Regions from separate parts of the Mus musculus genome. Here regions 2, 3, 4, 5 and 6 are each linked to region 1. The links are chromatin contacts, called in public ChIA-PET, HiChIP or PLAC-seq and promoter capture Hi-C maps. All regions are on one chromosome and are shown on one strand. Each heading gives the region's core, a stretch centred on a gene start, on an enhancer-like site or on the middle of the called end of the contact. The rest is flanking DNA. Distances are from core to core; before and after follow the strand shown. Region 1 holds the start of Cdadc1 (cytidine and dCMP deaminase domain containing 1). Region 2 has its middle 33 kb from the start of Gm41164. Region 3 has its middle 23 kb from the start of Mir719. Region 4 has its middle 14 kb from the start of Gm41164. Region 5 has its middle 55 kb from the start of Amer2. Region 6 holds the start of Amer2 (APC membrane recruitment 2).

Evidence for each region. Promoter capture Hi-C pulls out the DNA fragments that hold promoters and counts their contacts. ChIA-PET counts read pairs in DNA pulled down with a chosen protein or histone mark. HiChIP or PLAC-seq counts read pairs in DNA pulled down with a chosen protein or histone mark.
Region 2: a contact with region 1 is called in an RNA polymerase II ChIA-PET map of memory CD8 T cells, with 48 read pairs. The contact joins the enhancer-like site here to the promoter of Cdadc1 in region 1. A contact is called at or near these places in 8 of 39 promoter capture datasets (the 3T3-L1 cell line, the HPC-7 cell line, cranial neural crest and 4 more), 4 of 484 Hi-C or Micro-C datasets (CD4 T cells, CD8 T cells and Th17 cells), 6 of 115 datasets of contacts at active chromatin or transcription factors (the 230-238 cell line, DN3 thymocytes, T-cell acute lymphoblastic leukemia and 3 more) and 1 of 9 other capture datasets (embryonic stem cells).
Region 3: a contact with region 1 is called in an H3K4me3 HiChIP or PLAC-seq map of bone marrow-derived macrophages, with 3 times the contacts expected there. The contact joins the enhancer-like site here to the promoter of Cdadc1 in region 1. A contact is called at or near these places in 13 of 39 promoter capture datasets (the 3T3-L1 cell line, the HPC-7 cell line, cranial neural crest and 7 more), 6 of 484 Hi-C or Micro-C datasets (the G1E-ER4 cell line, the N1E-115 cell line, cerebellum and 2 more), 6 of 115 datasets of contacts at active chromatin or transcription factors (the 230-238 cell line, bone marrow-derived macrophages, embryonic forebrain and 2 more) and 1 of 9 other capture datasets (embryonic stem cells).
Region 4: a contact with region 1 is called in an H3K27ac HiChIP or PLAC-seq map of extraembryonic endoderm stem cells, with 8 times the contacts expected there. The contact joins the enhancer-like site here to the promoter of Cdadc1 in region 1. A contact is called at or near these places in 4 of 39 promoter capture datasets (the 3T3-L1 cell line, cranial neural crest, embryonic stem cells and 1 more), 1 of 15 datasets of contacts at CTCF or cohesin (large pre-B cells), 4 of 484 Hi-C or Micro-C datasets (CD4 T cells, CD8 T cells and Th17 cells), 4 of 115 datasets of contacts at active chromatin or transcription factors (DN3 thymocytes, extraembryonic endoderm stem cells, stem cell-derived neural progenitor cells and 1 more) and 1 of 9 other capture datasets (embryonic stem cells).
Region 5: a contact with region 1 is called in a FOXA1 HiChIP or PLAC-seq map of pancreatic cancer cells. The contact joins the enhancer-like site here to the promoter of Cdadc1 in region 1. A contact is called at or near these places in 2 of 39 promoter capture datasets (embryonic stem cells and stem cell-derived epiblast-like cells), 1 of 484 Hi-C or Micro-C datasets (embryonic stem cells) and 2 of 115 datasets of contacts at active chromatin or transcription factors (pancreatic cancer cells and stem cell-derived neural progenitor cells).
Region 6: a promoter capture Hi-C map of neutrophils shows a contact between it and region 1, with 4 times the contacts expected there. The contact joins the promoter of Amer2 here to the promoter of Cdadc1 in region 1. A contact is called at or near these places in 8 of 39 promoter capture datasets (the 3T3-L1 cell line, cranial neural crest, embryonic stem cells and 5 more) and 2 of 115 datasets of contacts at active chromatin or transcription factors (astrocytes and embryonic forebrain).

The regions. Positions count from the first base shown.
Region 1 is chr14:59,596,341-59,599,952 of GRCm38.p6, forward strand. Cdadc1 (cytidine and dCMP deaminase domain containing 1) reads right to left here and starts at 1,619. Exons shown (of 10, transcript NM_027986.3): 1 at 1,415-1,619; 2 at 522-619. The coding sequence starts at 1,496.
Region 2 is chr14:60,127,293-60,131,118 of GRCm38.p6, forward strand. No RefSeq gene overlaps it. Among named protein-coding and RNA genes, the nearest start is that of Gm41164, 33 kb to the right of the region's middle. Within about 2 kb of position 2,394, at least 61 of the 459 cell types and tissues checked have an H3K27ac peak or open chromatin away from gene starts, as enhancers often do. A contact at or near this core is called in CD8 T cells, DN3 thymocytes, the HPC-7 cell line and 3 more, where this site is marked.
Region 3 is chr14:60,203,424-60,207,460 of GRCm38.p6, forward strand. It overlaps a transcript of Nupl1 not described here. Among named protein-coding and RNA genes, the nearest start is that of Mir719, 23 kb to the right of the region's middle. Within about 2 kb of position 1,793, at least 9 of the 459 cell types and tissues checked have an H3K27ac peak or open chromatin away from gene starts, as enhancers often do. A contact at or near this core is called in bone marrow-derived macrophages, where this site is marked.
Region 4 is chr14:60,147,100-60,150,642 of GRCm38.p6, forward strand. It overlaps the pseudogene Gm6913. Among named protein-coding and RNA genes, the nearest start is that of Gm41164, 14 kb to the right of the region's middle. Within about 2 kb of position 1,747, at least 8 of the 459 cell types and tissues checked have an H3K27ac peak or open chromatin away from gene starts, as enhancers often do. A contact at or near this core is called in extraembryonic endoderm stem cells, where this site is marked.
Region 5 is chr14:60,431,033-60,434,753 of GRCm38.p6, forward strand. No RefSeq gene overlaps it. Among named protein-coding and RNA genes, the nearest start is that of Amer2, 55 kb to the left of the region's middle. Within about 2 kb of position 1,294, at least 32 of the 459 cell types and tissues checked have an H3K27ac peak or open chromatin away from gene starts, as enhancers often do. A contact at or near this core is called in pancreatic cancer cells, where this site is marked.
Region 6 is chr14:60,375,869-60,379,485 of GRCm38.p6, forward strand. It overlaps Amer2 (APC membrane recruitment 2), which reads left to right and starts at 1,824. Exons shown (of 1, transcript NM_028113.4): 1 at 1,824-3,617. The coding sequence starts at 2,379.

The DNA.
Region 1 (3,612 bases), core at 369-2,868:
ACAGGTATGGGTCAGATTTCTAAACAAGATTTCAAATAAAATATTTAAAACAAAACCAACTTATTTCTCTTAAATAAACAAAACCTCCATGGTATCTGTCAGATGAAGGAGAGGATGCCAGAAACCAAGGGTGAGAAAAAAAACTTTTGCACTGAAAAGGGATTCAAGTTAAATGTATATAACAGAATTACGATGAGATAAAATATGGACAATAAAGCTAAAAGGATTTCCAAATTTTGTATTACTAGCAAACTGACTTTTACAATGCACATTTTTAAGGCGCTAAATGTCTCCAAAAGAAAAGCCTTAATACCTGGTAATCATGGCACACACTAGAAATAACTTTTCAGACTGGAAATATGAGCTAGTTCGCTGTGGTTACAGGCACAGCATACAAAAGCCATGACACCATTCCTAGGTTCTTGCTGCATTTGGCTGTTAGGACTACAGTTGGCCAATGAAACCAGACTTAGACTACTGCTTTTCCAAGGGTAAACACTCTCTATGGAAATAAGGTATACCTGAGATTTTTGCCCTTGGGCTTCCACTCCTGGGAAGAGCTCCATCCAGAGACTGAGCAGGGTGAAAAGGTTCACTTTAGAAAGCCTTGGTATTTGACCTACAAAAGAGAAGGCAAGCACTTCAGAATTTCACTAGTGAAGGCAGAGGAGCTAAGCTCAAAGCTACGAGTGAGCTGCAGATGGTCTGGCAGGCAGGAGAATAAAAGCTTCCTTAGCAAGAGTGGCCACAACCTCACTTTCAGTGACCTCGGGTGGCACTTTCCAAAGTTGGGTGCTTTTTTTTTCTCCAGCTCACCCCACAGGTAAAATAGTAAAACTGATACAAAGGCTCTGGAAATAATCAATCAATCAATAGGATAAGGGCTCCTCTCTGATGTAGCCGAGGAGCAAGGTCCCCACCCCTACCCCTCTGGAACCTGGCATTGCTAAAAGGGCAATGGTTGGAACATGATTGATCTTCAACCATAAGGCAAAACTTGAGGGAGGTATCACGGGTGGTGAATTTGCCAAAGCGCAATTTCAGGCTCTTCAGCTCCGGGATACTGACTCTAGGTGCAACCACCCACCAGTGCAGGACAGGACGCGACCTATGAAGCCTGGACAGCACAGTGTCCGGGACGCGCGCCTGGCAAGGAGACCAGGGACGGCGGGGCAGACAGGAGTCGCTGTGAGTCACAGGGCAGGCAGGGTGTCAGGGAGGTGCAGTATGTGTGTGTGTGGGGGGGGGGGGGGGAGTAGCAGGCTAGCAGGGCGGGAAGGAGACATAGAGCAGGGAGGGTGCTGGGCTGTGCGGAGACACAGGACAGGCAGGATGCGGAGCTGGAGGGAGACTCGGGCAAGCGTGCAGAGCGCCAGGAGAGGGGCAGGGCGGGAGAGAAGGCCACCGCACTCACCCGTCATGCTGCCCGTCTGCGTGCCGACTGACCTCTCGGCCCCGGAACCCTCCAAACTCTGCATCTGATCCGTTTCTTTCATCCCCAGCCCAAAGGCCTCGGCCCAGGACAGCTTGCCCGGTCAGGCATGATAGGTTCCTTGAAGCTCGCCTACGGCCACCTCTGCGGCCTGTCAACAACCGCTTGTTCTGCGCAGCAAGATGACGTCTCGGTATGCCCCCCCCATCGCTTCCGGCGCTTAATGTGACGTCAGAGTCCGGCGCACCGAGGTGGTGGTGGTGGTTATCTATCAGTTATGCTACTCTGTGTAGCAGGCTGTGTTCAGTGATTTTTGCAGAAAGAAGGACGCTTGAAGTTGTCTTGGTTCGGGACAGTAGGGGACCAGGGTGGAGGACTTAAACAGAGAGAGGCGAACATAGAACCGGAGTGGGCGAGGTGGGGGAAGCAGGGCCATCGGAACCCAGCCGTCAGATGTGGGCGGATCCCAGGGTATTTGGTTCTGCTTCATATCCAAACTCACACAAACTATGAGAAGAGAACTGGGAGGATCGAAGAGTTAAGTAGACAGCGGAACCTGAAAAATCTGAGTTGTCCGTCCCAATGAATTTGTAAATAGAGCGTACGTGTGCGCGCTTACCGTACAGAGGGTATCTTCCTCTATATGGCCCTCCAAATGTTTGTTTTGAGAATGGGTCTCTGCTTGGATCTGGAGCTCACTGGTTGGCTACACTGGAGCTTCATCCTCCTGTCTCAGACTTTACACACTTGTGACTACAGGCTGGTGCAGCTTTACTCAGACCTTTTTTTTTTTTTAATGTGGGTTTGAGGGATCCAGAAGGAACTCCTCAAGCTTATATCTAAAGCATGTACACAATGAACCATCTCCTCAGCCCCCAGTGAAAAATATAAAGTGTAAAATGAAGCCTGGAGAGGTCAGAAACATGGCCCAGCAGTTAAGAACACTTCCTACTCTTCCAGTGGGTCTGAGTTCAGTTCCCAACACCCACATCCAGAGTGGGTCACTACAACCCTTAACTCCAGAGATGGATATTTGAACAAAAATTGTAAAAATAGTTTTATTTTTATTTAAAATATAATATCATTACAAATCTCCCCCCTCCCCGAGGCCCTGATCATTTTTAAATTAATTCATGGTTTTTCTTTAACCACTATTGTTTATATACATGTATTATATATGTATATAATATATACACACATATATCTCTACATATATGTGCTTGTATGTATATGCTTTTAGGACTGATCACTTGGTACTGGATAACTAGTTGAGGGGACTTATTCTTGGGGAAGACTAATTTCTCCTCTGTTATTATTTACCCTTCATCTAGATATGGGACCCCTGGGAGATTTCACCCATGTTGGCAAGTTAGCTGGTGTTGGCATTGTTCGGGTCTTGTTTTGGCAGCCATGTTGTTGAAATTTTGTAGGTGGAGCTTTCCTGCAACAACTAGAAGACAATGTTCTGACAGCTTCCTGATCCTCTCTGGCTCTTACAGTCTTTTCATCCCCCTCCCCCCTTTCTGAGATGATCCTGAACGTTAGGTGTAGGGGTTGAGTTCTAGATCCAACCTTCAGGACTGGATATGCAAGGTCAGTTGTTCTCTACATTTTGAGAACTGCTGTTGCTACTACCTTCCTCCTCCTCTGCTCCATTCTCTCTCTCTCTCTCTCTCTCTCTCTCTCTCTCTCTCTCTCTCTCTCTCTCTCTCTCTCTCTCTGTGTGTGTGTGTGTGTGTGTGTGTGTGTGTGTGTGTGTGTGTTTGTCTTTTTAAGAAAGGGTCTCACTGTGAAGTCCTGGCTGGCCTAGAACACACAGCGTAGACTCCTGAGTCTTAGAATTAAAGGCATATGCTAGCATGCCCATCTTGATAGATAGATAGATGGATAGATAGATAGATGATAGATAGATAGATAGATAGATAGATAATGCTGAGGAGAGATAAGAGTTGCATTTACCTGGGAGTGTTAAGATAAATGTTTAGAAAGGAGTTAGGAATTATACTGGTATGATAGTTCCAGGAGTCTGCCTGGCATTGAATAGGTTGAAGTGGGTCACAGAGTTGTACATAGAGGTAGCTTAAAGACTGGTGGTCTCAGAGGAAGGTTTAAAGACTTACAGTCTCTGGACATCTACCTCTCTAACTATAATGAATGCTTGCTGGTAATTTCTTAAAAAG
Region 2 (3,826 bases), core at 1,144-3,643, 530 kb after region 1:
AGGTAAAGACAGGAGAATCCCCAGAAGATCATGGGCCAGCTAGCCTGGTGTGCACGGCAGCAAACAACAGCTGATCCTGTGTCAAACAATGAGGAAAGCAAAGGCTGTCACCAAAGGCTGTCCTCAGACACACACACACACACACACACACACACACACACGAGCGCGCGCATGCATGCAAGCATGCATAAAGATAATAAAACAAACTTCCAACGCTACATCAATGCGTTTAAAATAACTCATCCTATAGGTATACCAGGCAAATGCTTATGCCAAAATACATTACTGAAATCAATAAGGTGTGTCTTCAGAAAAGCCTCTGTATGCTTCAAATCCTTAAGGAATCTTTTATACATGTGTCCTCTATTCATAACTATTCTGCCTGTTTAAGTAATACTGTAGTTAAATAACAAGCCTTTTAAAAAGGAGATGCCTGCTGTTGTGATGTTCTCCACCAAGAGGTGACACAGCCAAGGTAGCTCTAGCTAGGCCTTGAACTCAAAAACTCCGAGTTTAATTCACCTCCTTAGTACACCACCCAGTCTCAAGCAGTTCTCCACAGGAACAGAAAACAGACTGGTGCAGCATCTCTTGCCTTCTCTAAAAACCAGAAGCTGAATCCTATATATATCCATGGCTTTCTAATCGTATTCATATTGTCACTTGTAACTCGTGAGAGTAGGGTAAGGAGGACGTAGAACAAGGATTGGTTCTAGGTGCTCCATCATACAAAAAATGGGTTACCTAAGAGGAGGAGAAAGGGGGAAGGGAGGACAGGAGAGGAAGAGGAGGGCAATGAGGAGAAAGGAGGAAGGAAGAGGAGGAAGAGGGGGTAGGAAGAGGTGCTGGAAGAGGAGGAGAAAGAGAGTAGGAAGAGAAGAAAAAGGAGTCTACTTAGCTACTCCCAAAAGGAACTTAAGCAAGATCCTGCCTCTCTGAGACCCGTTCCGTAACAAATGCCTGCACACACTTGTTTCATGCCCAGAGCATCCTACGGCAGCCCTCAGAGTCACTGCAGGCTCTTCGCTTGCTCACTTGTTTGGCTTCTGCTGTGCTGAGATGGAAGCCAGTGTCTTGTGCATGCAAGGCAAGTTCCCTGCCGCTGAGTTACTTGTTCAGCCTCCAGTGATTATTTGTTTGTTTGCTCTGCTGTTTCCAGTTCCATGCATGTAAGGTGTAGTATTGCTTGTGTAATTTTTAAGTTGCCACATAGTTAATTTATTTTTAGAAGAATGGGGGAATTCTAAAGATTCTTAGCCAGTAACATTGCTTGTAGCATACCCATGAGGGCCTGCATCCATGTGCAAAATCCCCAGCTTCCCTGGACTAAAATGTTGGGCAAGGTGGCCCATGATTGGAATCCCAGTGCTGAAGAGGTGGAGGCAGGAGGCAAAGTCTACTTGGTGAATTGTAAGCCTGTCTCAAAGAGCAAGGGCGCAGCCCCTAAGTATTAAACTTTAGCCTCTATATGCACATGCGAATACACATATGTGTACACAGGGGAAGGGGGAGTTCTTTGTCAATCCAGCATATACTACACTTCATGGTAAGATCATAAGTCCAGGAAATTGAATCTAAAGTTTGTAAATGGAAGAAAAACATAATCAAAACCAGTAGTTATCCCCATGGATATGCTTTTGTAGAGGATACGTACAGAATTTTTGTAGCTGTGCCATTTTAAATCCTAAGTTACACGTGTCCTTTCGATCCCCAGCTTCCTGAGAGAAGGTGGCACTTTCAGGTCGTTGTGGAGTTACACCTGCCCTGGCACCCACTCCCACCACAGTGCCTTCCCCAAGTACTTCCTGAGGCTTCATGGGACTGTGTTTATTACAACATAACTCTTTATAGATTAAACATTAGACCCACTTTAGTTATTACCCCAAATTTTATGTTTGTAAGATCTCATCTACAAGCACATCCCTTTTGCTATGTGACAATCCTGGAGATGTGACATTGATATAGAAATACTATTCAACACAATATCCAGGGAGACAGAAACCCCTTATTCAGCCCCTGTCCCAGCCACAGGCCCTCTGGGTTTGCTCAGCTCACTGTTTCTGATCACATGTGGTCCAGCTGTACGACCTGCTTGCCTATATCAAAGCTCTTTTTCTTCAAATGATTTTTTTCCCAAGACAGTGTTTCTCTTTGTAGCCCTGGCTGTCCTGGAACTCACTCTGTAGACTAGGCTGGCCTCAAACTCAGAAATCCACCTGCCCCTGCCTCCCAAGTGCTGGGATTAAAGGCATGCGCCACCACTGCTCGGCTCTTCAAATGATTTTGACATGTGGAAAGGAATAAACTCAAAAGTGAACTCTATACAGTCCCCCACTCAGATTTCAAAATGATGCCCCAAACTGTATCTTCCAGGATACGCATGTGACTGTGTTTATCTAGAAACCTTCAGTTGAGCCTAGGATGCGGTGAACCACAAAGACCAGCTAACATGACGTAAGTGCACATGCCTTCTAGAATTATGCAGTCTGTCTCAGTTCCTTGCTCCATTCAAGATCATCTTTATTGATTGTTAGAAAATGCAGAGTTCCAGGACCTATGCAGGGCACGTGTCCCTGGCACCTTATCCCAGGATGTTCCTGCCAGATTACAGCTCGCTCCATGCTCCATTTCCTACCATCCCATCTTCTAGTTCTAATCCAACATGCTTCCTAAATAAGAGAGGTTTGAACTAAGTACCTTATAGTTGATGGCTAACTAAGCCCCTGGCTGCTGCTGGCTCTCAAGCACTGCCATCTGCTTGTCTGTGACATGACAGATTTTAAAGTTTTTCATTTTAAGTGTGTGTGTGTGTGTGTGTGTGTGTGTGTGTGTGTGTGTGCACATATACACATGCTTGTGCTATGGCACATGTAGAGGTTAGAGGATTACTGGGGCTTCAGGCTTGACAGCAGACACATTTCCGGACTGAGCCATCTCGCCAGCCCTCTATCTGTTAAAATCCCAGCACTTTTGTCACCCAGCACACAGCCTGAGTGATGAGGGAGGTACACTGAGCATTACTGCAACCTCTGGCTCCTGGTTTGTGATCTGCTCCCTGCTTTACCTCCTGTTCCTTCCCTCTGTGACAGAACACACACAGCCAAAGGACCCTGGAAAACTGAGCAGCACACGAGACATAAGGCCACACATGCAGCTGACTTAGTAGGTGCCAAGTATAACATATTTTGTTTCTACTTTTAAAGGCCCTGTAAGGAAACATTGTCAACTCTGAGCTCCCACAGCAGGTAGAGCAGAAAACCTAGACTGTAGAGGAAGTCTGCCTTCAGGTCCTCAACCCCACTGCTCTCTCATGGAGCAGAGATAAAGCAGGGCTAAAATCAACAGCCAGGATAAAGCACTTCAGCTGTTGTTACGCAGTGCCTCCCACAATGATAATGCGAAGGTAGGAACACTGTGCACTGCATATACAGAGGATGCTTCATGGTCCTCAAGACAGCATCTAAGCTAGCAGACAGGGTTCACGCTGTGCTACTCCCAAATGCAGCATCCTAACCTTGAGAAACCAGAGAAGCAAGGAAGGTCATTCTGACCTCTCCTGCCCCTTTCCCTCCTAGCAGGAAGACCCTCGTGAGAGAGACGCCCTTTCGCCAGCCAGAAGAAAAGAAACTCCCAAGGAATCTAAGCAGACAGCCCTGGCTAATTCAGCAAATCCATTACCATCAGCAAACTCATCTCAGCATCCTTTCCTGTCAGCCACACTTCTCCATGACCACACTCATCTCGTCCAAATGTAAAACACACGAGTTTATCCATCTTTATTTCTGAAGGCTCCTGTGTCCTGGACAGGTGTATGCTTCTCTCTTGT
Region 3 (4,037 bases), core at 543-3,042, 610 kb after region 1:
GGAGAAAAGCTGTCTCCCTGAAATCAGTCCAAGGTGAGGAAAGGTGGGTCGAATAGGAAATGCACCTATGAGCTCATTATTTTAATGCATGGACAATAGCTGGCAGTGCTAATTTTGTAACTGTAGAAACTTAAGGTGGAATGCCTAGTTAGTTGGAGGAAAGGTTCACTGCAGGGGTGGGGTGGGGGTGGGTGGTCCTGTGATACAGTATCCCCAGCTGCTTTGTCTTGTCCCTACCAGCCTCAAGTGAGCAGTTCTCCTCCATTGTGGACTCCCACTGGCATGTTTTGCCCAAGTCTATGAGGCCACGTGACTACGAACTAGACCCTCTGAAGCTGTGGGTCACATAGCATCTTCCTTCCTAGAGTTGTTTCTTTTGAACATTTTGTCATGGCAATAAGAAGCAACCAATACAAGCAGCTAGTGCTGGGGTGGAAGCTGTGTTAAGTTGTCCAGATCTAGGTGAGAAGAATGAGCCACACTCACACAACAGGCTTTCACTGTTGACAGAGCACCCTTCTGTAGGAAGAGGATGCCATCTAAGACTTTCATGGCTAGAGAAAAGGGCAGCACTTAGCTCCAAAGCTGTGAAACACAGGCAGACCCTCTTGTTTGAGGCTACTGGGACTCTGACTTTTACATCAAAGCCAGGATTGTTTACCATTCTGACATCCTACAGCAGTCAGAAAGGAAGCAAAATCTACCTGCCTGTACCCTATAAATCGAAAACAAAGCCCAAATGGTAACAACCATTTAGGGTTTAGTGACTATTGCAAGCCCATGGTTAAGAACTCCTGCCCTGAGAAAGACACCTTTCAGAACTGGCTGTCAGCACACCTGGATACCCAAGAGCTCAAATGGCGATAGACAATGAAATTAGTATGGTTTCTCATGCTTGATATCACTACATCCATTCTGTGGGCCATGGCTTAAGAAATGATCTTGATTTCAAATCATTTTAAGAAATACCTCTCCCAAGACAAAGACTGCCATACACAATGATTCCTTTGATGAATCTGAGCAAAGTCAACAGAAAGCTGAGAAAGGATTTACGACCTAGAGGCCACTGAAGTTCATTATTCATGGAAGAGGATCATGTGACATTCTATGTCTTTAACTCATTCCGTCCATTTGTACCCAAACTAAAATGCATGTTCCTCCCACAAGGAACGTCTGCTTGATGCATGTTCCGACACTTAAACCAAGTCTGGCAAAAAGTAGGTGGTCAACAAACATCTGTCAGCTGATAGAAGGTACATGAGAAAGGTGGGTTCCTAAGAGTGCACTGCTTAGTGAGTGACTGCTGTACATAAACACATGGAGGATAGTCAAAGTGACTAATCACATGGGTGTGCAAATCAAAGCCACAGGGAGGGCCATCGAGATGGTTCAGTGGTTAAGAGCACATACTCTTCTTCCAGAGAACTTGAGTTCCTTCAGCTCCCAACATTCTTGTGGAGAGACTCGCAAACACCTGTAACTCCAGCTCCAGGGGATCTGGCACCCTCTTCTGTCCTTCATGAGCACCTGAGATCATATATGCACATATATGTGCTCACGCGCACATGCGCGCACGCACACACACACAATCTTTCTAAAGACACAGTGAGCTTCTACTTCAAACCCTCTCAGATGACTATAGGGAGAAAATGGAGCACAAATCCAGGGCTGGTGAGAATGGAGAATGTGCAGCCACTTTGGAAAGTCTGACAGTTCCCTAAGATACTAAATAAAGGTAGTTACCACAACACCCAGAATTTCTACACTTTAGTACAAACTCCAAGACAACCAAAATCATGTGTTCACACAGAAACTCCTGAAAGAGGAACCAACATGTTTGCTGACTGAAGGCTAATGTGACCGAGCCACACAGTCAGATTTATTTATCGAGGAAAGGGATGACAGAGTGATATCGAATATCCTTGAAATCACTGGCCAGTTAAAAGGATCCAGTCACGTCTGTATGAAATATTCAGAACAGGAAAACACAGAGAAGTACAGAACATATAGCCAAAGGAGTTAGAGCCATGGTGGTAAGAAATGGGGGCTGAAGGTCAATGGAGATGGAATTTGAGTGACCACTAAATACAATAAAAAACTACTGAATTGTGAACTTCAATCAGACAAGGGTGAATCTTATCTCAACACGATTTCAACAGTGGCACCATTAAAATGATAAATAGCAGTTTACCCTAGTTGGCCCATTTTATTTTGTATCAATGGTGCCTCCTTCATCTGTGATTTTTCCCAACTTCCCAATCCCAGGATCTAGCACACGATCTATTCGTTTATTCTACAACATTGTGGCCAAGTTTTTCCCTCTTGAATTCTAAACATCTTGACCAAACTCAGTCTAAGCCTCATATTACTCTTCTTAAATAACGGCTCACAAAATGAGGGTCAGGTGTTCCTTGTAAAGCAGATACATGTTGATTTCAGTGACTGCTCAGAACTGGATTTTTCTTCCCAGTTCATTAGTTTCCATAACACTAGGTTTGCGAAATCCAGTTAAAACATGTGACTTTTGGCCTGAGAGAAAGAGAGAAATAGTTTAGACTGCTGTGATAGTAATAAGCTATTCTTTATTGCATTCTGGTCTTGCACACAGCATACAGTTACATATCTTACTTGTGCTAACTTACCCAAATGTTCACTATATAAGGCGAGCACTGCCTCCTTTTTTACTGAGGAGGTACAAGTATGCTCATTAATTGGCCTAAAAGCAACACTGCTCAGTGGCAGTAATAATATCCAACCCTAGCCACACAGTTGAACATCTGTGTAGAAGGGGCTCAGCAGGAGACTGCAGTACTAACTCTTCCCACTGCATCAACTACCAATTAAGAAATATTCCTAGAATTGAATCCCTTGCTATAAGTATTGATGATATAAACCCAAATCCAAATAAATAACAAGACCCCAGAGATTACAGTCTAACATGGGAGGTAAGTGTATGACCAAACAATAGAAAAAACAGCATGGTAGATGTTGTTTGAAGGAGATGTCCCCCATAGTCTCCTATATTTGAATACCTGGTTCCCAGTTGGTGGCACAGTTTGAGAAGGTATAAGAGGCATGGCCTTGTTGAAGAAAGTACATTGCCAGAGGTGGGCTTTAAGAATTTAAATACTCGCACCATTTCCAGTTCACTCTTTCCGTTGCATTCTTGTAGTTCAAGATCTGAGCTCTCAGCTTACTGGCTCTAGATTACCATGCCTGTCTGCTGCCACGCCTCTCACAAGGATGGAGACTCATCCCCTGGAGCTGACAGACCAAGTAAAGCCTTCTTTCTGTAAGTTGCCTTGGCCACAGCAACAGAACAGAAATGAATGCAGTAGATGTCTACCATCCACTAGAGTGAGGTGGTTTCACTGTCTGCTGTAGGATCTGAGGAAGGATAAAGAGAGGAAAGCACCCAAAAGCCAATGTTTCTCCCAGATAAAAGGAACCGTCTGTGTTGTGAATTATGAACTGAAACTGTCAAAGGGCCCAGGGCTTGGAAGGGCCTCTGAGTGAGAGGTCCAGAAGGAAGGTCTGCTAAATGGAGTGAAGGCCAGATTGGGAGGGCTGCTGTGTGCGAGAAGTCACAGTATGACTGTGAGGGCCCATGTGTGTGAGACGTCACAGTATGGAATAATGTGTAGCCACAAGGATGGGCTTCACAATATCATCCTTGCATTCTGAAGAGATAACTGTATGAACTCTGAGCAATGAAAGCAGGATTCCAGAATGGATGCTGTGTTAATAGTTCATTTAAGGCAGGACGGGAGAGATGGCTCAGCAGTTAAAGACACCGACTGCCCTTCCAGAAGACTCAAGTTCAAATCCCAGCACCCACAAGACAACTTACAACTGTCTGTAACTTCAAGTTAGTTCAACTACAAGGGCCCTGGGTTCAGCTATAACAAATAATACACATGGCATCAATAGGAAAATTGCATTATTTTTCTCAATAAATCCAACGTAAAATTTACATCTAAATTATCTCAAAAAAAAAACCCACAGATTCCTAAATCCAAGTTGTTCTAAACACAGTT
Region 4 (3,543 bases), core at 497-2,996, 550 kb after region 1:
TTCTCCCAGCCATTGCAAGACCACTTTTTTTTTTTTTTTGAGACAGGGTTTCTCTGTAAAGCCCTGGCTGTCCTGGAACTCACTCTGTAGAGCAGCCTGGCCTCGAACTCAGAAATCCGCCTGCCTCTGCCTCCCACACCCAGCTTCATCTTTTTTTTTTTTTGCAAGACCACTTTTTAAAGATGGATTTTAAAGTCAGTTATACTGACCACTTAATTAATTAATCAATAGCACCCCAGACAATAAAAAACGTATTTATGGGGAAACTATCAAAAGTTGGGCAACTTGCAGGTTCTCTAGTGTCTCTCAATGATCCTGAGAACATGCTCCCATTTTATAGATTGGTTGACAGATTTTGAAGAAGGCTCATAGTTTCCCCAAGATTTCATGGCCAGTATCTGGAACTTGGACCCTTCCAAGGCCTAGAGTTAAATGATCAAGAACTGACTACTGAACATCTATTACAGTACACAGTACTGCCAGTACACAGTGAAAGGACTCTCCAATTCTTCCCTTAAGGCAATGAAAGGTGTCAAGTTCAATCTAAATACTTTTGAGAAGATTTTTTTAAAAAATGACCATAAATTCAAACATGCTACAAGCATCTTAGAGAAAGAAAAGTTCTCCATCTTGATCATCCAGGAAACAGGCACCACCATCGAGGGTCACTAGGATGGGATGAACATGTGTGAAGTACAGCATTTTTCACTGCAGCCCCAAGCCCTGCTGAGTCTGCAAGGGCATCAGTGAGCATCTCTGCTCTCCAGGTGGGGGCCTGGCATGGTGTTTCCCGTCGAGTGGCTCAGCATCAGTGCGTGAACCCAGGGACAATCTGGAGAAAGTGCTTTGGAAACTCCTATTTTTAAACCATGTACTTGTAATTAATTGTACATTATGATAGATGGCTGCCCACTGACATCACTCAAACCATTTTCTTAGCTACAAATACTTGATGAGGCCATTGTAACTGGCACACATTATCATTTCCCTGACCCTGGAACTCACTTAAGGTAGCCTGAGCAAGGGTCCCCATGGGGTAAGGATTTCTTCAGAATACTCTCTGAATGGCATCCTGTGAGGGCAAGAACCTCAACAGATTATTTCCCTGGGAGAGCAGGAATCTAAAGGGCTTCAACTTCAGCTGCTGTTACTACTGGGTTAACAAGTAATGATATTCAAGGCATGACATTGAAGACCAAGACCTCTGTCCCTCAAGGACCTCATGGAAAGGGAAGAAGGTTACAAAACACTTGTTACTATATCTGATCACTGGTTTTGTTCCTTATCAACACAGTGCTGTCTCTTCTAGTGGACTTCTGGCCTCAGTGAAAGAGGAAGAGTCTAGCCTCACAGAGACTTGAAGTGCCAGGGTGGTGGGACACCCAGGGGGCCCCCACCCCTCAGAGAATACAGTGAGATTGTGGGAGGGGGTTGCCTTGAGGAAGGTAGTGGTCAGGATATAAAGTGAATAAGCAAAAATAAATAAGTAAGTAAATAAATAAATAAATAAAATTTCTCAGGGACAGAGATTATGACCTAATCATAGACCAGTGCCTGACACAATAGAGGCCTTCAGCAAAGCAGGCTAAAGGTAAATAAATAAAATGAGTAGGCCCTAGGAAAATGGATAGGTAATGAATAAACCAGCAGATAAACAGATAAGCAAAGAATGGACAGATTCAGTAGAGCTTAGGGTGGGGAGAAATGAAAGGAATGGATTTACTCATGATGAGGCAGAGCTGAACATCCCGGGGCTGTCCTCTGTAACTCAGTGGTTCTCTCAGTCAGAACGTGTCTCAGCAACACAGTCCACTCTGCCTCACACCACTGTTAGGACTCAGAAAAGCTGTGTGGTAGTTAAAGAGCATCTTAAAGTTTCTCTCTGGCATCCTCCAGCTTGTCTCTGCATCCCCTCCCCCACAGGTGGTGGGGACACCTTCTGAAAGCTACTAGTGGAAGAATGCAATTGTTATTCATCAAGAAAAACAAAGCCGAGGCCCAAGACAGCCCAGTGGAATGGCTTTCCTCCACCAGCTGTCAGAGTTAGCCTGAGGGAGTGTGTCTCCTAAAGCAGGAAGCCGATGTCCATGTTCTTCCTAAGACTTGCCCTCACCCACCTCCAAGACGCCCCAAGTTCTCACCAGTTGATGCCTCTGTCCTTCCTCAGGAGTCTGGACCCTACAGGGAGCCCTGCTGTTGGGTGCTACCCCGAGCTGTGTTTCCTTCCTCACTTCATGCTGTGCAAGTTACACTTCACTGTGGTGAGAAAATGACCGAGGGAGCAACTTAAAGGAAGCGTAGCTTTAGCTCAGAAGTGCCAGTTCTCAGATCCATGGCAAGGCAGAAACTTCACGGACAATGGGTATAGTGGGGAATAGCGGCTCACCTCAAGGGCATGAATCATCCTTCAGGGATACACTTTCAGGGATACTTCTTCAAGCTACAACTCACTTCCTACCTCCCACTACCTCCAAAACATACTATTTATATTATAAATCCATTCATTAGTTAGAGGTTTAATGAAGTCAGAGCAAACATGATCCAATCATGTCCCAATACTGCACTGCTGACAAAGCTATCAACATGAGTTTTGGGGGGCTCATTTCATATCTAACTCATGTATTATCTTGTCTCAATCATTGGTTCACGTCAGTGAACCTTCACAAAGTGAAGGAACTTTCCCTTGTCTCCTGCAAACTGCCCCATCACCACCACCACCACCACCACCACCACCACCACCACCACCACCACCACTACCTCCTCCCCCCCTTCCTCCTCCCCCTCTTCTTCTTCCTCTTCCTCCTCCTCCTCCTCCTCCATCCAAGAAACCTCATGGTACAGCACAGAATAGGACTCAGAAGTACAAGGAGATCAACACATACTACAACACGGATGGGCACTGAAGCAGTGTGGTAATTGAAAGCAAGCAGGCAACAGAAGCCTGGGCTGATCCATGCCTATAGTTCCAGCTCTCCGGAGGCAGAGGCAGAAGGATTGACACAAGTTCAAGACCAGCACAGAAGTCATATCAAGCTCCAGATGGAGCTACACAGTGAGATTCTGTCGGGGAAAAAAAAGTAAAAATTAAGATTGCCTATGTCACTAGAATGACAATTTGAAAAGGCCGAACCAAAGAACAGATATCAGATGTGTGACTGATGAGAAGGGATCTTATGACGGGAGAACATGGGACAAGCTCAGGGGATATGGAGTGTTAGATATTGATATACACAGCTGCACATGTGTGTCAGCAATTATCAAGCCAAAACAGACTAAAAGGATGGATTTCACTAACATAAATTATACATTAAAAATCCTGATTTTTAAAATCTCAAAAAAGGGAATCTAACTCAAATCTTCTTAAAAACCTATCACCATGCTAGCAAGACTCAGTGTAAAGGTGCTTGCCACCCAGTGATAAAACACACACACACACCCACACACAACCTGAGTTCCACCACTAGAACCCACATAAAGAGGAGAGAAACCAACTCCACAATGTTGCCCTCTGACCACCTCATGCCTACCCCATACACACTTCTC
Region 5 (3,721 bases), core at 44-2,543, 830 kb after region 1:
CATGCCACCAAGGCGAGACAAGTACCCAGAAAAGTTTACTTTCAGAAATGACAGACACTGCTGTGGCAGTTTGAATAAATGTCGACATTCATTCAAATAGTGTTCAACATTTCAATGTTCCATCCCCAGTTGGTGGCCCTGTTGGGGGAGGCTTAGGAGGTGTGGCCTAGCTGGAGGAAGTATGTCACTGGAGGCGGGTTTTGAGAGATTAACAACTTGAGTTGTTATTTTGAGTTGGCTCTCTCTATATTCTCTTTTCTGTGAGACGCGAGTTCACACCAGCTGCTCCAACAACCAAATCTGTGGTCCCTGCCTTGCTTCCCCGCCATGATAGTGACAGATTCCTAGCCCTCTGGAACCCTAATCCTCGTTTCTATTAAATTGCCTTGGTCATAGTGTTTTATTACAGGAATAGAAACTTTAACTTCTACAACTTGGGAAGAATTGTAACTCTCTTGTGAAAGAGAGTGACATCGCTAGAGGAAATTCTCTATATGTCAGAGTGGCCCCATCTCCACACCTGCATCGGGACAATCAGTTACTGAGTACACTGGCTGACATGGAAATCACTCACATCAAGCTGCCTAACAAAGCTAGCCCCGTTGAACAGCCAGGCAGGCCTTTGTTTATGCCCTTCTTCCTCTCCTCTGGACAAACAGGGTATTTAAGCTTGAAGCTTAATCCGCCTGAAATCTGCTTTGGGGATGTGTTAATTCCTCTGGCCCATCTCTTGGCTCAATGGTTTTAAATGTCTGATTACTCTTCCCGAACTGTCTTGTTACAGGAGGTCCTAGCTCAGCCCCCAGAAGAGTTGTTGCAGGATTCTTCCTATGGGAGATTTAAAGAAACATGTTTACTCCCGACAGAGCACTGATGATAAACCAAAGTCACATTTCCCCCATGCCCAGCAGGTGAGCTAATAACTTTACTGGAATCACTTATAGGAGCAAGGGTGACTCAAAGGTAGCTGAATCACCAGAAAGTCCCATCCCAGCATGGGTTACTGTGCTGGCTGGCTTCTGTGTCAACTTGACATAAGCGAGAATCATCCGGGAAAAGGGAAGTTCAGTTAAGAAAATATCCTCATTGGATTGCCCTGTGGGTAAGCTGTGGGTGAATTTTATTGATTGATAATTAATGTGAGAGGACGCAGATCACTGTGGGTGGTGTCATCCCTGGGCTAGTGGTCCTGGGTGTTATACGAAACCAGACTGAGCAAGCCATGAGGAGCAAGCCAGTAAGCAGTGCTTCTTTGTGGCCTTTGCATCAGCTTCTGCTTTCAGGTCCCTGCCCTGCTCAAGTTCCTGTCCTAACCTCCCTGGATGATGGACTGGGCTGTGGAAATGTAACTTGAGGTAAACCCTTTCCTCCCTAAGTTGCTTTTGGTCATGGAACCTTATCATAGCAATAGAAACCTAATTAGGAGAGTGATGACTCATGGGAGCAGCCTGGCCCTAGAGTTCCTATCCCTAGTCATCCTTCCACTTCTATTTACTCTAGCACTTCCAAGATCATGTAGGGTAGAGCAAAGCAGTGGCTGGCATCTCAGGTCAGGATCTGGTGAGAGTCCTTCTCTAGGAGGGAGCATTAATAGCTTCAATGCCATCCCCAGAGAGTTGCTATGTTATTCTGTGTATGCTATTGTCTTAGCTGAGGGCCAAGGTGTTCTGCCAGCCATTATAGCAATTCTTTGCGTGTTGGCCATGGTCTCACATAATACAAGGTAGCGGTATCTCTTTTGCTTCACCACCACTTGCCCAGTCCCATGAGCTTCTGTCAACGACCAGTCTTCATTCTGTGTTGTTCTTGCAAGTTTCACACCTCTGTCAGTGTCTTAGTAGTTAGGTCATGTGTCCTCTAGCTGCCTCCCTCTCTCAGAAACCAGGCCAGTCCTCTGCTATAAAGAATAGTGAACACAGGTCTCGGGGGTGGTGGTGGGGAAAGCTACCCACATCCCTGCAAGTGTAAGGCATTTGCTTCTCTTTTCTTCAGCCTCTCTCTGTCTGTATATCCACCCATTTGCCTCAGTCTGTTGGGACAGTCTCTCCGTTTTCTGAAATGAAATGTTGCCTGATTCTAGAATAAAAATTAGTGCTTTCAAATCTGTCCACTGACATAATCCACTCTTACAGAGGCCTGAAGGATGATTCAGTGGGTAGAAAAAATGTTTGCTTTGGAAGACTGATGCTGTGGGTTCTATCTCTGGAACCAACATAAGATAGAGGGAGAGAACCAACCTCCCCATGTGCACGTGGAATGCTTGCCCCCGCTTACCCCCACAGGAGTATACACGATATTAATACATTGAAGATCTGGTGGTTAATCCGGTTTCTAGAGAGGACAAAAATCCTCTCTCCAGGGAAGGGCCTGGGGCTTAGATGTTGGTTTCAATGTCAATTTGCTACAAATCAGGATCCCCCGAATAGGAAGCTTCACCTGAAGAACTGTCCTGGTTGCCTTACTGATGTGGGGCGGGGGCTCACCCCAAATGTAGGTGACACTTTACGATCGCAGCACAGATAAAAACAGGCATACCAGAAGGAAGAGCATCTAGCAGGGTTTTGCTCAAAGGCTTCCCTCCTGACCCTTGATTGACTTACCCTGTTGTTGGGGCTGCTGCTGCTACCCCCTTTGATGACATCAGAACCAGCACGTCCAGGCTTCCATTACTGAGGAAGGATCTCTGAGCATTCTCAGGTCCTAAGGACCAGATTAGGACTGCTGAGGTGCCCAGCCATGTGGACTGGATGACTACTAGTTGTCAGGAGTGGGACAACTGTTGTTATTATTTTAACACAATCAATTTAATATAGAGAATTTAATATCTATATATGTATATATATAGATATTAGATATGTGCTGTATATAATCTGTACCTGTCAGTTCTGCTCTTTTAGGGCCCCCTGATTAATATAGGGGTTGATTGCTTTTGATCCCAAAGCTTTCTAAAGAGTCTGCCACCTGACAATGCTGTTATGTTGCGGACCACTGCAGCACGAGCTATGATAGACTCAGATCACAGCCCTAGTTAGGTCCATAAATCCTCCTTGCTAATCTTTTTAAAACCATATTTTTCTATCTCAAAACAAAATCCCCTGGAGAATCCAGATCCTTATATAAACTTCACATCGACAAGTCACACTACTTACCTGTGAATGCTGAGAGAAGCCGTGGGGGAAAAGCCACTGTTTGCAATCCTCCTATAGCTAACTGTGACTAAAGCCAGGGTTAGGGTCCAGCAAGAGCCCTGGTACTGAAATGACTTTCCAAGTTATCAAGAAAGGTTGGAATAATCAGCTACTTGGCCTCTTCCAGTCTGTCCCTGCTGATTCAGCATGTTTGACCCTCACACCCATTTCAACGTTCAGAATATTCCTTTGTTCTAAATGTTGAGTTTTCTATTAAATAATTGGGTGTCATTCAAGGAGGCAAGCACTCAATTTCAAGGCAGATAACAAGCACTCACACACACATACACACACACTCATGCACACACATGTGCACACATGCACTCACAAACTCACAAATACACACACATACACATGCACATTCACATGTGTACATACATTCACACATAAATGCACAGAGATAAACATATGCACAGAGATACACACATGCACACATACACACATGCACACACACACATATGTACACATGCACAGAGATGCACACAAACACACATACTCACGCACATGCGCACACATGTGCATACACACAGACA
Region 6 (3,617 bases), core at 574-3,073, 780 kb after region 1:
TCCTTGGAAACTGCTCTCTCTCACATGGGAGAGGAAGTTGGGAGTCCACACTCAGTCTACAGCTCACCTTGCTCACCTTGCCTGTGGTCTGCAGTGGGTTAGCAGAAGACTCTAAGTGTCCTGCTTCCTTCCTCCGCAGGGGCATGGCTCGCCACCAAGGAGCCTTCCCTACACTGAAAGCTGCTTTGTCTTTCTCTTTGAGTATCTATGTCCCAAAGGAATGGTAGCAATCCCATGTTCCTTGATCAGTTTTCTCTCTGGGGATTCAAGAATTCTTATGTAGATGAATTACTTTTGGCCTATCTTGGTAGATGGCAGTGCTCTACTGGTTAAGCAGGCCACCTACTCCAGCTCTTAGACTTCGAGACTTGTGGTTTTTCTAGACTGTTCCTCCCAATTGTGGTCTAAAGCAATTTCAGACTGGCATGGTTACATATATAGTAACACACTTTCTAGCCAGCATGGTGTGTTGATGTGTGTGTGTGTGTGTGTGTGTGTGTGTGTAAAGAACTGAGACAGACTTCCAATTGTCCTCCAAAAGCTTTCAAAGAAATAACAAGTGACTTTCTCTTTATAGTTCTTCATGTCTAATCTTTTGCAGGGCAAACGGGACTCTGTTCCATCATGTCACATGATCAATTAGAGCTTCAGGAAGTGGGCCAGTGAGAGGGCTCAGTAGGTGAGGATTCTTGCCCCCAAGTTTGATAACTGATCCTTAGGACCCACAAGGTAGAAGATGAAAACTTCCACAGGTTGTCCTCTGCTGTGGTACGTGTGTGCCCAGACACATAACACACAATACACACATACAAAAGAAGTAAATATTTTGAAAAGAAAACTCATTTTTTTTTAAAAGTCTGTTGTTGTATATTCTGTCCATAAAGAGTCCTGTTAGTAGGTGGAAAGAGCTGGTGGGGTTTGAACTCTGAAAACAGAAAGGTCCTTTGATTCCAGTCTCAGTTTAGAGCCGTTTTTTCATTGAGATGAGAAAGAGCAACATGACTGCTCAACTCCATGGTCTAACTGTGAACCCTGGAGGCTGCCTTGGCCAACAACTGAATCTGCAGTTCAGTATAAGTACAGTATATAAGTAACTCTGAATCTGCAAAATATAAGTAACTTGTGGAAAATAAATTCAAGAGAAGCAGGAAAGACTGGTGTTTGTATGTAAATAGTATATACAATCAAATAATCACTATATATAATCAATATTTTTAAAATAGGGTTATTAAGGATTATAAAACATGAATCTTTTCCAAATCCTTCCCTATTTTGCTGGCAAGCCCTTGGTTAGGAAAAGCTACAATGTTAGCAGTTGTCTTCAAAGTCAGAACACAGAAACCTTACCCACACAGGTTGTTCTCTGGAACCCAGTTCCCTTTGCCTCTAGACCAGTGGGGTCAGAAGCAACCACAGGGACGACCTCTGACCCCTGTCTGGTTTTCCCCCCTGTCCTATTGGGAAAGACAGCGAGTGGGGTCCTTGGGTGTTCTTAGACAGGGGTAGGCTGGGCACAACAGAGAGAGGTATACTTACCATACCCCTGAATGAAAGAGGAAGACTGAGCCCAGGCCTCTAAGACCCACCTGCAGAGGGATCAGAATTCTCCAACCTAAGTTCTCAGTGTGCTCAGTCTATTGTGACCAATTGGTGGCTTCTGTGACTTAAGCCCCATGTCACTGGGGTGGGGGATAAAAGCTTTGTGGTCTCCCAAAGGACCAGCGAACCCTAGGGGACTGTTGCACTTTCGTTGCTGAGAGCTGCTAATTGGTATTTGACTGACGGCTGTTGCTTCTGTAACAGGAAATCAGAGCCACATGATCAGAATACAGCATCAACCTGAAGAGGACTACATTCGGCACTGGACCAGACGCAGGCGTGAACAGATTGGCATGGTGCCTCTTGGGCTTAGTACCCACACGCTAAGACCTATGTGAAGGACCGGAGAAAGATAGGAGGCTGCATGAAGTCCAAAACAGATGATAAAGGAAAAGGCATTGTTCTTTGTGGACATGGGGGACGCATGTGTTAATTTTTGAAGCTGCGATCCTAGGAAAAGCTGGGCTAGAGGAAGAAGAACCTGAGGTGGTGAGAATCAACGCACTGGGATCCAAAGCCCATAATTATGAATTTCATTTTTTTCTTTCGCCTCGAGGCTGCGATGAAGGCTCTTGCTACACAAAAACCTATGTGGCACCCAGGATATTATATAAGCCCTTGGCAGGAGGGGAGATAGTCCGGTTTGTGCGCTTCAGCCGCCGCAGTTGCAGTAGCCACAGCGCAGCAGCGAGAGCCGCTCAGGTTGATTTAGAACGCGGGTGACAGTGGCCTGGCGCGAGCCTACGGCTGACGACAGCGGCTGATCCCACTCGGTTTCCATGGAGACGGGCAGGAGCCGCGGCGGCGGCGCGGCTGTCAGCGAGCGCGGCGGCGGCGCGCGCGCGGGGGTCTGCGGGAGGCAGGAGCAGGCCGGGGCCCTCGCTGCAGACATGGACTCGCATTGTGAGTGCGCCGCGGAGACGCCCGCCGCAGAGCCGCCGTCGGGGAAGATCAATAAGGCTGCGTTCAAGTTATTCAAGAAAAGGAAATCGGGGGGCACCATGCCCAGCATTTTTGGGGTCAAAAACAAAGGGGATGGGAAGAGCTCGGGGCCGACGGGAATGGTGAGAAGCAGGACCCACGACGGACTAGCCGAGGTGTTGGTGCTGGAGGGCAGCAAGAAGGAGGAGCCGCCTGGCGGGAGCGATCACAGCGGGGCCCGGCCGATCCCCGGACCCCCCAAACCCTCCGGGCCTGGCCTGGGCTCCCTGGCCAGCAGCTCGGTGGCCAAGTCCCACAGCTTCTTCTCCCTGCTGAAAAAGAACGGGCGATCGGAGACCGGCAAGGGAGACCATGCCGAGGCGAGCAAGGCTGGCGGCAAACAAAAGAGGGGGCTGAAAGGGATCTTCAGCAGCATGCGCTGGCACCGGAGGGACAAGCGCGGCAAGGAGGAGGAGGAGAAGGCGGTGCGCGCGGCGGGCCCGGGCAACCTGGTTCTGCCCGGTTCGCTCACCGCCAGCCTGGAGTGCGTCAAGGAGGAGCCGCCCCGAGCCGCGCGCCGCCCGGACAGCCCGGGCCAGGACGCCTCGCGACACGCAGCAGGTGAGCCCGCAGGGGGAGAGCAGGCGCCCGCGTCCGCCGAGAGCGCCCCGGAGCGGATCTGCCTCGAGGCCGGGAGCCCCACCGGCTCTGGCGATCAAAGCTCCCGGGGAGAGGACGCCGAGGGGCATCGGCGCGAGGAGAAGCCCGGGGCAGCCCTCGAGTCGGGAGCCGGTGAGGTCCAGGCGGCCGAGGATGCGTCCAAGACAGGTGACGTTCCGATAAAGACCGTCCCCCTTGTCGACTCCGAAGGTGGCAGCGGCCGGGCGTCTGCTGTCCCTGACCCTTCCTCTGTTGATCCACCCTCAGACCCGTCGGCAGATCGTATTTGTTTGATGTTTTCTGACGTGACTTCACTGAAAAGCTTTGACTCTCTTACAGGCTGTGGAGATATTATTGCAGACCCAGAAGAAGAGGCAGGCCCCAGCTGTGACAAGCATGTCCCCGGGCCAGGCAAGCCAGTTCTCTCTAAAAAGAAC